2 separate regions of the Zea mays genome follow, and region 2 is linked to region 1. Evidence: chromatin contacts called from public Hi-C data. All regions are on one chromosome and are shown on one strand. Each heading gives the region's core, a stretch centred on a gene start, on an enhancer-like site or on the middle of the called end of the contact. The rest is flanking DNA. Distances are from core to core; before and after follow the strand shown. Region 1 holds the start of LOC100277735. Region 2 holds the start of LOC103632919.

The links. Hi-C and Micro-C count contacts between places; a contact is called where the count stands out from the background.
Region 2: a contact with region 1 is called in a Hi-C map of tassel, with 2.5 times the contacts expected there. The contact joins the promoter of LOC103632919 here to the promoter of LOC100277735 in region 1. A contact is called at or near these places in 2 of 25 Hi-C or Micro-C datasets (ear and tassel).

The regions. Positions count from the first base shown.
Region 1 is chr7:136,309,675-136,316,691 of Zm-B73-REFERENCE-NAM-5.0, reverse strand. LOC100277735 reads right to left here and starts at 3,188. Exons shown (of 3, transcript NM_001412142.1): 1 at 2,851-3,188; 2 at 1,201-1,399. The coding sequence starts at 3,028.
Region 2 is chr7:136,449,521-136,456,537 of Zm-B73-REFERENCE-NAM-5.0, reverse strand. It overlaps LOC103632919, which reads right to left and starts at 3,930. Exons shown (of 2, transcript XM_023300673.1): 1 at 3,722-3,930; 2 at 2,791-3,635. The coding sequence starts at 3,823. The coding sequence ends at 3,132. LOC100279479 (Tetratricopeptide repeat (TPR)-like superfamily protein) reads right to left here. Exons shown (of 1, transcript NM_001152481.1): 1 at 5,150-7,017. The coding sequence ends at 5,849.

The DNA.
Region 1 (7,017 bases), core at 1,939-4,438:
GGTATGGGCATTTTTTTTTGCAGCCTGGATTAACACCGTGAAGTGTTGATAATGAAATAGGGGCAAATTGCCTGTTCGCTTTTTTTAAAAAGAGCATACGTGCAAACTTAAAAAAAATAGGGGTAAGAACCGAGTTGCATGCCCAAGTAGGGGCAGCCATGCAATTCCCCCAAACTTCTACTGACACATACTAGGATAATTTTCTAGTGTCGGAAAAAAAACTATCATAAAATACTTCAAAGAAAACCCATGTGCAACAGTTCATGAAACAACAATGTTTTTGTTATGTATGGCCAAGCCTATGTTAGGCGCAATAGGGCCAAGGCTGCCCAGGTGGGGGCCAAGGCCCAATAGCTAATAGATCAGCTCTATCTAGTTAGTTATACTTATCCAAAGTTAGTAGATAGACTTAGATCAGCTCTATCTAGATAGTTATACTTATCCAAAGTTAGTAGATAAACTTGAGATAGCTCTATATATAGATCTGTAAACTTTGGAATAAAGATAAGCAGAATTCCAATCTATTCTGGCTTCCCAGAGGGAGCCAGAGTCTCCTGTGATCTTCTCCCTGCGCGCGACCCAGCCAGGATCACGACGGCGCCTCAGCGCCGCCGCCCTGGTCGCACCAAATCCCCACCCTACAATCTGCGCAATCTGCCCGGTAAAATCCGTAGTTCTACCAGTTTTTTTTCTTAGCTTATTCTTCTTGGAAGTTTTAAAGCATAAACATTTTCTTGCTTATGAACCATGTAGGAAAAATATAACCTCTGCAACTTATCCTTGAATGCATATGTAAGATGTTTCATATTCTTAATGCAAGCATAAGAACTTGAAGTTCATCTAAAAACAAGTTTATTAGAAGTGACAAGTGGTAGCCAAGATGGAAACTGAAAATGGGACAATTTGATTGAGATTCTATCCAAGGTTAGCTCGGCCTATAGGTGTAGTACTACAACAACAAAGCCTTTTATTCACAAGCAATTTGGGGTAGGCTAAAGTTGAAACCTAATAGAAGCCTCAGGCTATAGGTGTACTAAACAAAAAAAACATAACTTTTCATATAAAGATATAACCAAATGAATATTAACAACAACAAAAAATCATGATACGATCAATACACAGGATCAACAATAATAAGTTTACGAACACATGATTTAAAAATGATCAAGTGCAAAAGAGAAAAGAAGATAGCACAATTACTTGATCATGTGCACCTCATGTTCTTTTCCTTTGAAGCCAGAATGAGGAAAGTTATAGATAATCCGATCAAACCGTCTGTTTTTCAGGTCAATCTGCAACTTCATTGTCTTCACGTCAATGCCATGCAAAACAGTAGCTCCCAAACTTTTCAGGGCTGTTATATTAGACTTCGCTCTGCAGAATTTGTTGCCCAGTGCCTCTGTAAAAGAGGATTGCCCACAAGATATAGAGAGAAAATAGATAAGTACAACTAAAAAGGATCAAAATAGGACATAAGTTATCCCCTTGATATAAGGTAAGTGGGACAGCTTAGCGCTACATGTGTCTTGAACCAAAAAGACTGAAGCAAATAGGAAATTCAGATACTACATACAAATTTTCTGGGACAATTTTATTAGGTAGCTTGATATACGATTATCGATGTCAGTGGGTGGTTGAGTGAGTGCATGCGTGAACAGGGGCTTTTAAGGCACAATACCACAATGATGCAGCTGTAATCTATAAAGACAAAAACACTGTAGAAGAAGTAGAAGCCGTTACGTATTAAAGCCAAGCGAACAGTATGATTGTTCTAGCTAGCTATTTTCTTTAGTTTTCTTTCCAGTCTGGTTAAAAAGCAATTGATTTGCTCATTTTGCCCGATTATTAAACTTGATGAAGAGAAGTTGTCGATACATTGTGTTGGAGGTTAACAATGTGCAAACAACTGGCAATGTGCTTCAAACATCTAGTCATAGAAGAAGTCTACACGTCAAAGATAAAATGAAGTGACAAAAACTAGACATTTTCATCTGCACAATAAACATGTCTCAAGACATATTTCATGGTAGATTTAATAAACCTAAATTTATGATGTAGATGTGGTGCATTTGACAACATTGAAAGTCCAACTATGTAAAAGGCAGAAAAAGAAATAAGAAAGTCTAACTAGCTCAATAGGTATGTTCTTCAGTAAATACTTATACTGCTCCGTTCCAAAATGTAGGTCTTAGTTTCGTCCTAAATCGAACTTCTTTATTTTGATCGAGATATAGAAAAAATATTAACAACTACAATATCAAACAAATGAAATCTCAAGACATATTTCATGGTAGATTTAATAAACCTAAATTTATGATGTAGATGTGGTGCATTTTTCTATAAACTAGGTCAGAGTACCTAGTACTAGTAGTATGAAACAATATGCATGAGTATGGCACTGAAGTCTGGAGCACCATCACTGATTAGAGAAGTTAACAAAAGGGTTTTTAGGGGTTTTTTCAGAGAAGAGGCACCGATTTTTAGTTAATTTTCCCAATAGCAAGAAGTCCATTTTCAAGAATAAATAATGCACTGCGATGTTCAAGGGCGTCCCACAAATCCATAGTCCTAGCTCTTCCAGAAATCAGAATCATGTTACAATTGCAATGTCGTTTCCATCACCCACTGTAATGGCACCCACGACCCATTTCAAGATAACCTTGATCCCAATGGAGCAAATGCGTCCAATCCACATATAACCAATGCCATATCCGAATCGTGGAATCAGCAGTTCCATGTGTTTCCGTGTCCAATGCACAAAGGGACGAAAAGAGCATCACCCATTACCACTAATGCCGAGCAATAAGGGAGCCACATTTACGAGGCACGAGAGAGCGAAAGCGGACGAACCGTAGGTGTCGAGCGACGTGGCGACGAGGTTGGCCCCGGAGCCAAACCCTGTGGCCAGCGCCAGTGAGAACGAAAAATCCCCGTCGCCGACGAGCAGTATGCTCTGCGTAGAAGAGTATTGCCCTAGCCACTTCTCTTCCTCCTCGTCAGCTTCCGGTGCCCCCTCCACTACCCGCATTCCCAACACCCCTTCCTCTGCAGGCCCCGCTCCCTCCCTCGATCCGCCGCCGTTCGCCGCCGGCGCCGAGTCGTGCCCTACCGCTGGTGAAGTGGTGAGGCTGCCCCGAACGCCATGAACTCTTGTGGGTAGAGTGGTAGACTGGTAGTGGACGATGCACGGAGAGTCGGAGTCCAAGCGTCGCAGTGCATTCAAAACCTTCTCTTGGACGACTCGGTTGAGGGGCCCCCACAAGGCGGATGAGCCCGACGAATTACAGTCTCCGTGGCCCGTGTTCCGCTCCTTGTTGGGCCATGGGCCATGGCGCATGGAGGCGTGGAGCAACCAACCATCACCTCGCTAATGTTTAACTTTCATGACGAAACTTAGTTAACTTATATGACAACTATTTTGTTTGGGAAATTATTAGGTGTACTAGGTACATACCCGTGCGTTGCAACGGGATTTAAAAATTAGTATAAAATATAGATATATAGTTTAGTAATTAGTATAAAATATAGATATATAGTTTAGTTGATGTTTGATTGTAGTGAACAAAAGTAGCCACGTGATAGAATGTTTTATAATTACTTGTGTCAATAGAGGAAACTTTTTTATTGATACATATAGGTACATACCCGTGGTGGAGGGAGTTGATGTGCCGCTGCTGGACTTCTCCACCGCCATTGGAAGGGTGGCCACTTGTGTGCCTATAATTTTAGCTTAGGTTATGTCATGCCAAGACTCTTAACATAATAACTCCTCAAATATTCGGTAAACAATTATTACATTTGCTGAGCGATTCAAACAACAGAATACCAAAAACACAAGGCATCAGCAATCAACAATGTATCCAAGACCAAAGAGGAAAGGCATTAAACCTATTTAAAACCAATTTGAAGTATGTACTGTTATATATATTTTGTATAGTGATGAGCATCAGCAATCAACAATGAAATCTGAAACAATTACCAAACATGACTACATCAGTGACTGTACATCAGTTTGTTAACACTGCATTTCTTTTCTACACTATAGTCTGTACAATTGTACATCAACCAGCAAGCGGTTCACATAAATACATAAAATGACTTCACATCTCGTTTTCATCCATATCTACAGACCACCCAAATGCTGTCATTGTTTCTTCTCCGAGAAAAAAAGTTGACGACCTGTAGTTCTTTTCCTGATCGCTGGTCATACATATAGGACAAATTGAGCTATCGTTAATGGACTTAAAGATATTTTGGAGGCTCATAAGGGCCAAAACAAAACACAAATTCTCCTAGGGTTCAAAAGCGACACTAAACACACGCTTCAGTGGGCTCAAGCGCTAAGAGGACAGGTCACGGGTAACGCTCACTTTGGGGCATAAGCGCTCCCAAAGCGGTGCAACCGCCTTGGTGGAGCAGCGGCTGCTGGCTCCCGCTGCCCTCAGGCCGCACAGGCGCATCCGCCGTGGCCGGGCTCCGTTTACGATCCATCAGAGGCGGGAGGAGATAGAGGAACACAGGCAGCCACGCAGGGTCACCGGCTGGTGTGCGGATGACTGGAGGTGATGGTGTGAGGCGGGAGGGGAAGCCACTGACAGTAACCGCCGACATCACCCAAATCCCAAGCCTAGAACCCGCAGGTAACCAAATCTGAGAGCAATTCAGCTCGATCCGAGCACGCCAGAAGCCGACGACCCATACACAGTGCCGTGCAGGCGTGCAACCCACGCCCACTATAGATCGCGCGAAACCGAGCAGCGGGATCTAGGCGCAAGCGATGCGGGCGGGAGAGGAAGGGGGAGGCGCGGACCTTGCGAACATAGCCGTACTCGCTCTCCTTCTCGGAGTCCTCGAAGGTGGTGACGCGGTCGCTGTACGCCATGGCCGCCGGCGGGAGAAGGGTCGTCGGCGTCGGCCTGGGTCGGATCGCGGAGAGCATCACGACAGGGAGCGATCAGGTTGGCACTGGTGGTCATCGGATCCTTCTCGCCGCCCGATAGGATGTCGCGCGCCTGCACGCGCGGAGTCGCGGACGGGAGGGCGGCCGCGACGGGATTGCAGGGAGGGCGGTTCGCGGGATTGCAGGGAGGGCGGTTCGCGGGATTGCGGGCAGCCGGCGGGGTTTGCGGCGTGCGGGATTGCGGGCGGCCGCGGCGGGATTGCGGGCGGACGGGCGTAGAGCGGGCGTAGAGGCGGGGGCAGTCTACAATAGGTTCTTAATAGTTAGTAGAGATATGTTCCATATGTTTCGTTACCCGCGTGAGCTCAACTAGGCTCTCCATATACAATGACCAGACCTCATCTTGTGTTTGCTTGTCTATACGGAACAAATAGAGCCCTGATGTGCTGGTGCAATCAAAGTCAAATTATGTAGCTTTTCTTGCATCCTCATATATGCAATCCGAGTACGTACCCAACCAGTCAGGCTGCAACTAGCCAGGCGCTAGACGCTCGTACAACCAATTACATGGGTTGTGAATGAATGAAAACGAGTTTTGGGAGAAATGACAACCACTACTTTATTTAATGTGTTGATTATATATATATATATATATATATATATATATATATATATATATATATATATATATATATATATATATATAAGTGAAGGGTGTAAGCAATGTTTTAAATAGCAGGCTAAGGGGTTTAGCGGCGTGCTTCTCAAAAGTGCAAATAACGGGTTATATCGGGATATAGCGGGCTATATGAGGTTATAACACGCTGCTTGTCGGGGACCATAATTAGGGGTACCCTCAAGGCTCCTAATTCTCAGCTGGTAACCCCCATCAGCATAAAGCTGCAAAGGCCTGATGGGTGCGATTAAGTCAGGGATCAGTCCATTCGAGCGACTCGATCACGCCTCGCCCCGAGCCTAGCCTCGGACAAGGGCAGCCGACCCCGGAGGATTTCCGTCTCGCCCGAGGCCCCCCTCCAACGGCGAACATATTTCCGGCTCGCCCGAGGCCCTGCCTTCGCTAAGAAGCAACCCTGACTAAATCGTCGCACCGACCGACCAAATCACAGGAGCATTTAATGCAAAAGTGGCCTGACACCTTTATCCTGACGCGCGCCCCCCGGCCGACAGAGCCGAAGTGACCGTCGCCACTTCGCCGCTCCACTGACCGGCCTGACAGAAGGACAGCGCCGCCTGCGCCACTCCGACTGCGGTGCCACTTGACAGAGTGAGACTGACAGGAAGTCAGGCCCTGCCGAAGGCACCATAGGAAGCTCCACTTCGCCCGACCCAGGGCTCGGACTCGGGCTCAGCCCCGGAAGACGACGAACTCCGCTCCGCCCGACCCAGGGCTCGGACTCGGGCTCAGCCCCGGAAGACGGCGAACTCCGCTCCGCCCGACCCAGGGCTCGGACTCGGGCTAAGTCCCGGAAGACGGCGAACTCCGCTCCGCCCGACCCAGGGCTCGGACTTGGGCTCAGCCCCAGAAGACGACGAACTCCGCTCCGCCCGACCCAGGGCTCGGACTTGGGCTCAGCCCTAGAAGACGACGAACTCCGCTCCGCCCAACCCAGGGCTTAGACTTGGGCTCAGCCCTAGAAGACGACGAACTCCGCCTCGCCCGACCCAGGGGCCCGGACTCGACCTCGGCCACGGAAGACAGACTCGACCTCGGCTTCGGAGGAGCCTCCACATCGCCCAACCTAGGGCGCAGACCAGCCACGTCAACAGGAGGCGCCATCATCACCCTACCCGAGCTGACTCGGGCCGCAGGGAACAAGACCGGTGTCCCATCTGGCTCGCTCCGCCAGATAGGCAATGATGGCGCCTCGCATACTCTGTGACGACGGCGGCTCTCAGCCCCCTTACGGAAGCAAGAGGACGTCAGCAAGGACTCGACCGCTCCGACAGCTGTCCCTCCGCCAGGCTCCATCGCTCCTCCGACGGCCACGACATCACACCAGCTGGGTGCCAAAATCTCTCCGGCTGCCACAACGGCATGTACTTAGGGCGCTAGCTCTCCTCCGCTAGACACGTAGCACTCTGCTACACCCCCCATT
Region 2 (7,017 bases), core at 2,681-5,180, 140 kb before region 1:
TCCTCAACGGGGAGTAGGTTTGAGAGAACCGAACCTCGGTAAAACAAATCCGCGTGTCTCACTTCATTATTCGCCTGCGATTTGTTTTGCGCCCTCTCTCACGGACTCGTTTATATTTCTAACGCTAACCCGGCTTGTAGTTGTGTTTATATTTGTAAATTTCAGTTTCGCCCTATTCACCCCCCCTCTAGGCGACTATCAGAAGGGTAATAAAACATCTCAATAGGTAATCTGTCGCCGGTGAACGAAAGACGGCAAACAAACCATCATGTCTGGCTGAAGACCCAAGAGAGGCATTTGTCATTTATTGAAACGAGGTTTAAAATGGAGCTAGCCTAAAGATGGATGAAGATAATAGAATTAGTGGAGGAGATGGAGGATGGTTGGTTACAGGGAGGTAGAGAAATCTTGTTTGATTTAGACCATGTTCCAATCTCGTGAGATAAACTTTAGCAGCTTTTTTTAGCTAATTTTAGTCATTTGTAATCTAAACATGAGAACTAATTGTGGTAATTGAAGCTAAACTTTAGCACTTCAATTCATATAGCTAAAGTTTATCTCGTGAGATTAAAACGGAGCCTTAGGCCCCGTTTGGTTTGGGGTGACTAAAGTTTAGTCACTTTTAGTTCCTAAAGAAGCAAGCATGGTGACTAAAGTGGGGTGACTAAACTTTAGTTCTTTAGTCACCAAGGAGGTGACTAAGGCCCCGTTTCAATCTCACGGGATAAACTTTAGTTTCCTACTAAACTTTAGCTATATGAATTGAAGTGTTAAAGTTTAGCTTCAATTATCACCATTAGCTCTCCTGTTTAGATTACAAATGGCTAAAAGTAGCTAAAAAAAGCTGCTAAAGTTTATCTCGCGAGATTGGAACAAGGTCTAAAAGGGACTAAAGTAGTATTTTTACCTTATTTACCCACTCCACTTTCTTCCTCTCCACTTTCTTCTTATAGCAAACATCTATTAATTAATAGGGGTAAAACAGTCATTATTCATATCAATTAATGTTCTTTAGTCCGGTTTAGAGCATCTCTAAGAACGATGCTAAAAGACCCCGAAAAACCTTTTTTAGGGAGAAAGCTCGTTCTCCCTCCTCCAACAGCTCGTGCAAACTTCCCCCATATCTTCGCCGTCACGCATCTGAGCCGATCCATCCCGCAAATTTGCGCAAGGTGAAATCCCCTAATCCCTTCGCTGCCGCGCATAGCACCTGTTTCCGGCGCCCATTTTTGCCCTCGCGCGCTTTTGTGTTGTTGTAGCCATGGTGGGAGAGGCCTGATCGGTGTCGGCGGCAGGGCCGGCCCTGAGGGTATGCAGAGTATGCGACCGCTCAGGGCCCCTAAGGTCCGTAGGGCCCCCGTTTATTCAGCTTATATCCAAATACATATACGTTATAGATAAATTTCTATCCTCGTTCTTTTGTTGTGTCTCTTTGATTTTCTGGCAATCATCTCTTTGAGGTCGCGCAACAGTCTGCTTGGACAAATACTAAATATTGATTGGTGTGAGAAGACAGAAGGTGTTGTACACTTGTGCCTGTCGCGTTGCTTAATTCTATCCTACCGCAGGGCCAACCCCAATAACCTATGTTGCTTAATCATTGTTTAGTTTGTTGAACTTTGTTTTCAGAAAATTTGCTCTAATGTATTTAAATTTGGTTTACCGTGTATTTTAAGGTTTAGGTTAGTTTGACAAATTAAAAGTAAAAATACTCGCTCTCAAAAGTCAAACCAAATGCAGAGTTATATTACATAATTTGTATAATTTTATGACTCATAAAATATTGTAACAGTGTCTCCAGTCATAGCAAATTTAAATTTTTCGTATAGGGCCTTCATATAGATTTTTGCTTAGGGCCCCCGAAATGTCAGGACCGGCCCTGGTCGGTGGCAGCGGCAGCGGCCACAAAAACGGCTGCGGCAGTGGCACCGGTTTGAACTTTGAAGCACTTCGGCAGCAACGACGTCAAGGGTAACAGCTCCCGCGACAGCGGCTTCGGTGCGCCCTCACATCTCGTCCAGTCGAGTCGGCTCCTTCATCCCTCCTCCCGTTCAGACGCACTCGGCAGCCAGCCACCAGCTCCTAGCCCCAGCAGCGCCCAACCCTAGCCCCGTCCTCCGCCCACTAGTAGCAGCGACAGTGCGCAGCCTTGCAGGCACGCACAGCGCGGCCCCTGCCCTCTGCTCGCCCCCTGCCCTGAGATAAGGATTGAATAGATAGTAGAGTTTACGTTTGATAATTTATGTGAGTTGTAATTTAGTTCTAGAACTATTAGTTTTGTATTTCTTGATTGCTCCACGTATTGATGCCCTTGCAGTTGCTTGTAGGAGGTGGATGGGATATTCTACAGTCTGGTGGGGAGTAATGAATGGTTCATGGCACATGGTCGTTGCTTGATATGTTAATATTACTAGCATGTCACACAATGTTCATAATGGATATCTCGATCAATCGTCTGTTTATCTTTTACAGCTTATGTGCCTCGATCAGGGACTGATGACAGTTGTTTCAAGCTATATTTGTCTGTTTATAGTTTCTAGCAAGGTCCAAAAACTTACCCATGTTCTATGATTCAGACTTCAGAGGCTGGCATAGCTATGGCACACTTAAATTTACCCTAGTAGGAAAATAAACGCCTTGCATCTTGGGCCAGATTGGAGTTTTCAGCATTTGTTTAAGAAACTGTTGGAGTATACACTATAATTTACCTCTAAAAATTTTTAGCCTGCCCCCAATAGTTATTATTTGGGAGGATATTTTTAGCTTTCTTTTGGAGTTGCTCTTAGTCACTGGAATCAAACGGGATACTTTAGCGACTAAATTTTAGTTAGTGACTAAAGAACCAAACAAGGCCTTATCTATAATTCTATATCTACCATGGTCTACTCTAGTATCTAGGTGAAATAGGAGAAACGGATGTTGCAATGGTTTCCCCAAAAGATTACAGAACCTTTTTTTTTTTGCCGGCATGTCTAATGATAATTGTACAGTATACAGTGCGGATAACATGGGAAAGACAAGGATCACCACCCACTGGCCATGATTCTCTACCGCTTCTCCTTGGTCCTCTTGCCTACTCCATCATATCAGCACCCACGGTCCCCACAGCGCTGCCTCGAGCCACCTCAGCGTCACGCGGCTGATGATGGAGGGCACCGCAGCGCACTCGATGCCACGCGGGGTCGAAGCATGCGCGGGGAGGGCCCACGTCCGTCCATCCTCGACGAGCGGGCCATGAGCGCGGACCGCCAGACCGGGTCCACCTCGCCGTCGGCGGCCGCGGCGAGCCACGCGTCGACGCCCTCGAGGAGCGCGCGCCTGCCGGGCGGCGGCGACACCAGCCGGTCCCCCGGCACGCCGATGGCCGCGGCGCCCCCGTCGACGAGGGAGCGGAAGAAGACGTCGCGCAGCTCCCGTGACGACCCAGCGGCGGACACGCCCAGCCCGCCGCGGCACTTCTGCCAGGGGAACTGGAACACCCCCGGTGGCCGCCGCGACGCCTCGCCCGCCCCCGCCGCGGCCTCCTCCTCCTCCTCCTCCTCCTCCTCCTCCTCCTCGAAGGGGAAGTCCGGCTGCGCGGGCGCGGCATGGATCTCCTCCTCCCTCGCGCGCTTCGCATTGCGCTCCGGCGGCCGCTGGTCCATGCACGCACTGCGCCGCGTCACAACAAGAGCCATGCCCTACGCGTGCGTCAGCATTGGATGGTGGTACTACCTCCTACCTCGTACGGTCGAGAAGACAGCGGAGAGCAGGATCGGATGGGAGAGGTTTTGCGCGCTGCCTGGCGAGGTGGTGTCGATGGTAGACGGTAGACGGAGGACATGGACAGCGGGACGGGCGATCTAACGTTTTGCACGCACGCCACACCAAGGCTCACGCTCGGCTGGCCGGGCCTATATATTAGCCCAACGCCAGAAACGAACAGACCGAACGACCAGGAGACCAATGTCGCTAGTGCAGCGGTATGCTCCTTGATCGAGCGCGTGTACGTGCGACGACGCCCGCCCGAGCCACTGCGATGCCTGCCAGCTAGTCTGCCACGCTTCGCGTCGCCTTGTTGGATTGGAGCAACCCCCACACCTTGGGCTTGATGGGGCAGGGGCGCACGGCACGCGGGCACGGGAACCGCGTGCACTCTCGTGATTCGCCAAACAAGGAACCGAGCGGCCCGTGCTTCGCCGGCACGGTCGTGCGGTGCAGCAACCCGGAGGCGACCACGAATTCCGCGCCACGGGCCGGGATAGCGGCGTGCCCAGCGAATTCCACAAGGCGGCAAGGGCAACAGCCAAACATTACGTATTTACGTATGGGCAAAGCGAAACCCCAACTGCCCTGGCAACAACTGAGCGGGGTCCGGCACTCGCTCGCCGACGGGACTTGGCTGGTCTGCACAGTAAAGGCAGATAGAATGGAGTTTGAAATAGAGAGTCAGATAGAAGATGGGACAAGAAAGCTACCCTAGTAGAGGCTGCCGATTGCTCCGTTCCTCCAAAATTATTATGCTCAGGGCTCAGCCCCCTTGATGACAAACCAAGGGGCACGATAAATTATTATGCTCAGGGTATCAGTGTATCAGGAAACCAGTGCTTCCACACAATGGGGTCAGCTAGAGTGGAGTTTGCAAGAGGCATGATAAATACGAATTTGCAGCTCTAAATTGCAAAAGAAGTTCTCAAGAAACCTCTGAAGAGAGCGTCAGATAATGCCGGTGGTAAGCAATATATTAGCCCCTTGCAGGGTGCACCTTCAAGGCCATAGAATAGTACACGTGTACAGCACCCCACTCATACAACGCTTATCATATAGGAGGATGTGATCCATCCTCAAGTTTGAAAGTCTGATCACAGTACTCTCTGGTACCATCATCAGTGCAGATGAAGCATCTTTTGTTTCTCAGAGGGGTTCTCATATGATATCCGGACACCCCACATCAATTCACAACAATGCCCCCATGTATACTCGTCTCTTCCATATAGGTTAAAGTTAAACAAACAGGAAGGGTTGCCATTGATTGAGGCGTTTAACCATAGTGTGGAAGCACCGGTTTCCTGATACACTATAACTGACAAGAACTGCTCCATGCAATAGGATGCAGCCGAGCCATTGGTATTTCTTAGGATAACCTGAAATGCAAAACGGGACACTCTGTAGCAAAATCATCCGCCAGTAAAGAATCATGAACCTATTACCTATGTCTACACTCACTGTGTCATTCTCGTGAACAAATATCATCTCACAAGCTATCTGGTTTATGTCAACACAGCAAAATGGATTCTAGGAAAGAAAATTACCAGAAGGAAAGCTATCCCAGGCACACGTATGAGGCAGAATAATCCGTTCCGAGGCTAGGACTTGTGACCAGATCAATTATGCATAAGGGCACTGCAGGCATAAAGGTAATCTAGGGACCATTGCAAAGAACACAGACTGATTGATGAGGCTAGCCACGAATTGCCAAACCATCGGCTGTGAGGATCTTCTCTTGTATGACAGTCCAAGAGGCAAAGAATTCACATTTGTTTTCAGCTCTTGTCTTCAAAATTAGGTTTGACTTGAAGGAAATAAAGATGTCCTTGAATTGTGCATCATAAGCTGATTTTGCCTGGTACTTTCCATCCACAGTCCAACACCATCTAATGCAATCTGCGGCACCTGGTTGAAGGTTAATTTGATGCATGTGGATGATCTAGAGGGAAACAAATTCTCCGAGCCGCATGGCTGTTGTGATCTACCGAAGGAAAGGCTTGATCCAGTTGTTATTACAAAGCTCCCACTTCACTGTTTTGTTTTTCCTTTTAGCCTTTTAGGGCCTGAGAATTCACCAACATCCAAAATCCACAATCACCATTCACCAATAATCTCCACAGGAACAAGAGCCTTCGCTGAAATGGTGGAACCTGTTAGTGTCCCTCACAACAATCTCTCTTTTGAATACTTTGGAGACATATTTGAATGCAGAATGGCAATCCCCACATATCCTAATATTCTTCATGATCCGAATTGATGCCCCTGCAGGCATGTTGATCAACGCAAATGCAAGTGCAATCTTCTCGCTATGGTACTTCAACTTTGTCTCCCTCTCTTGCTCATTTATATGCAGAAGCACATGAGCTGTATTGGGGACATATCCTGCTTTTTTAATTCTCATGTTTATCTCCTCCCACATCCTATATATGTCTCCTGATTTCGGATGGGTATCGTCATCTGCCACAAACATATGCACCGAATTCTCGATCTGAACCCAACTGCATGCAGGCTCCTTCTTTACACCAGTTGCCTTCATCATCTTCCTCACTCTAGCAGCATCATTCCATTTACCTGTAGAAGCGTATATGTTATACAACAGCACAGGTGGACCAGTATCATCTGGATCAAGTTCAAAGACATGATCAGCTGCATATTGCCCCATTTTAGCATTCTTATGCATTCTGCAAGCCCCAAGCAAGGCTCCCCAAACAGCAGCTGTTGGTTCCATGGGCATTTTAAACACAAAGATCAGAGCTTCTTTCAATAAGCCAGCTCGACCAAGAAGATCAACAAAGCTTACATAATGATCGATCTCAGGCTGCACATTATAGTCTTTCATCATGTCAAAGTAGTGCTTGCCCTCCTTCACCAGGCCTCCATGACTACAGGCTGTCAAGACAGAAAGGAAGGTGATCTGATTAAGCTGGATGCCACATTTTCTAATTTCCTCAAAATGAGCGACTGCTTCCTTTCCAAGACCATACTGTGCAAGTGCAGTGAGCATTGTGTTCCAAGTAACTAGATCCCTCTTATCCATACGATCAAACACCTTTCTAGCATCAACCATGCTCCCGGACTTTGCATACATGCCAAGCATAGTGTTCCCCACAAAGGCAGTTAGTTTCTGCCCAGACTTAATCAAATGTGCATGCACCCATCTGCCCTGCTCAAGAGCACCTATACGAGCAAATGCAGAGAACATGCTCGAGTACGTAAAGTGTGTCGCCCCAAATCCATTCCTCTGCATCTCTGCAAACTTCATCAACGTGG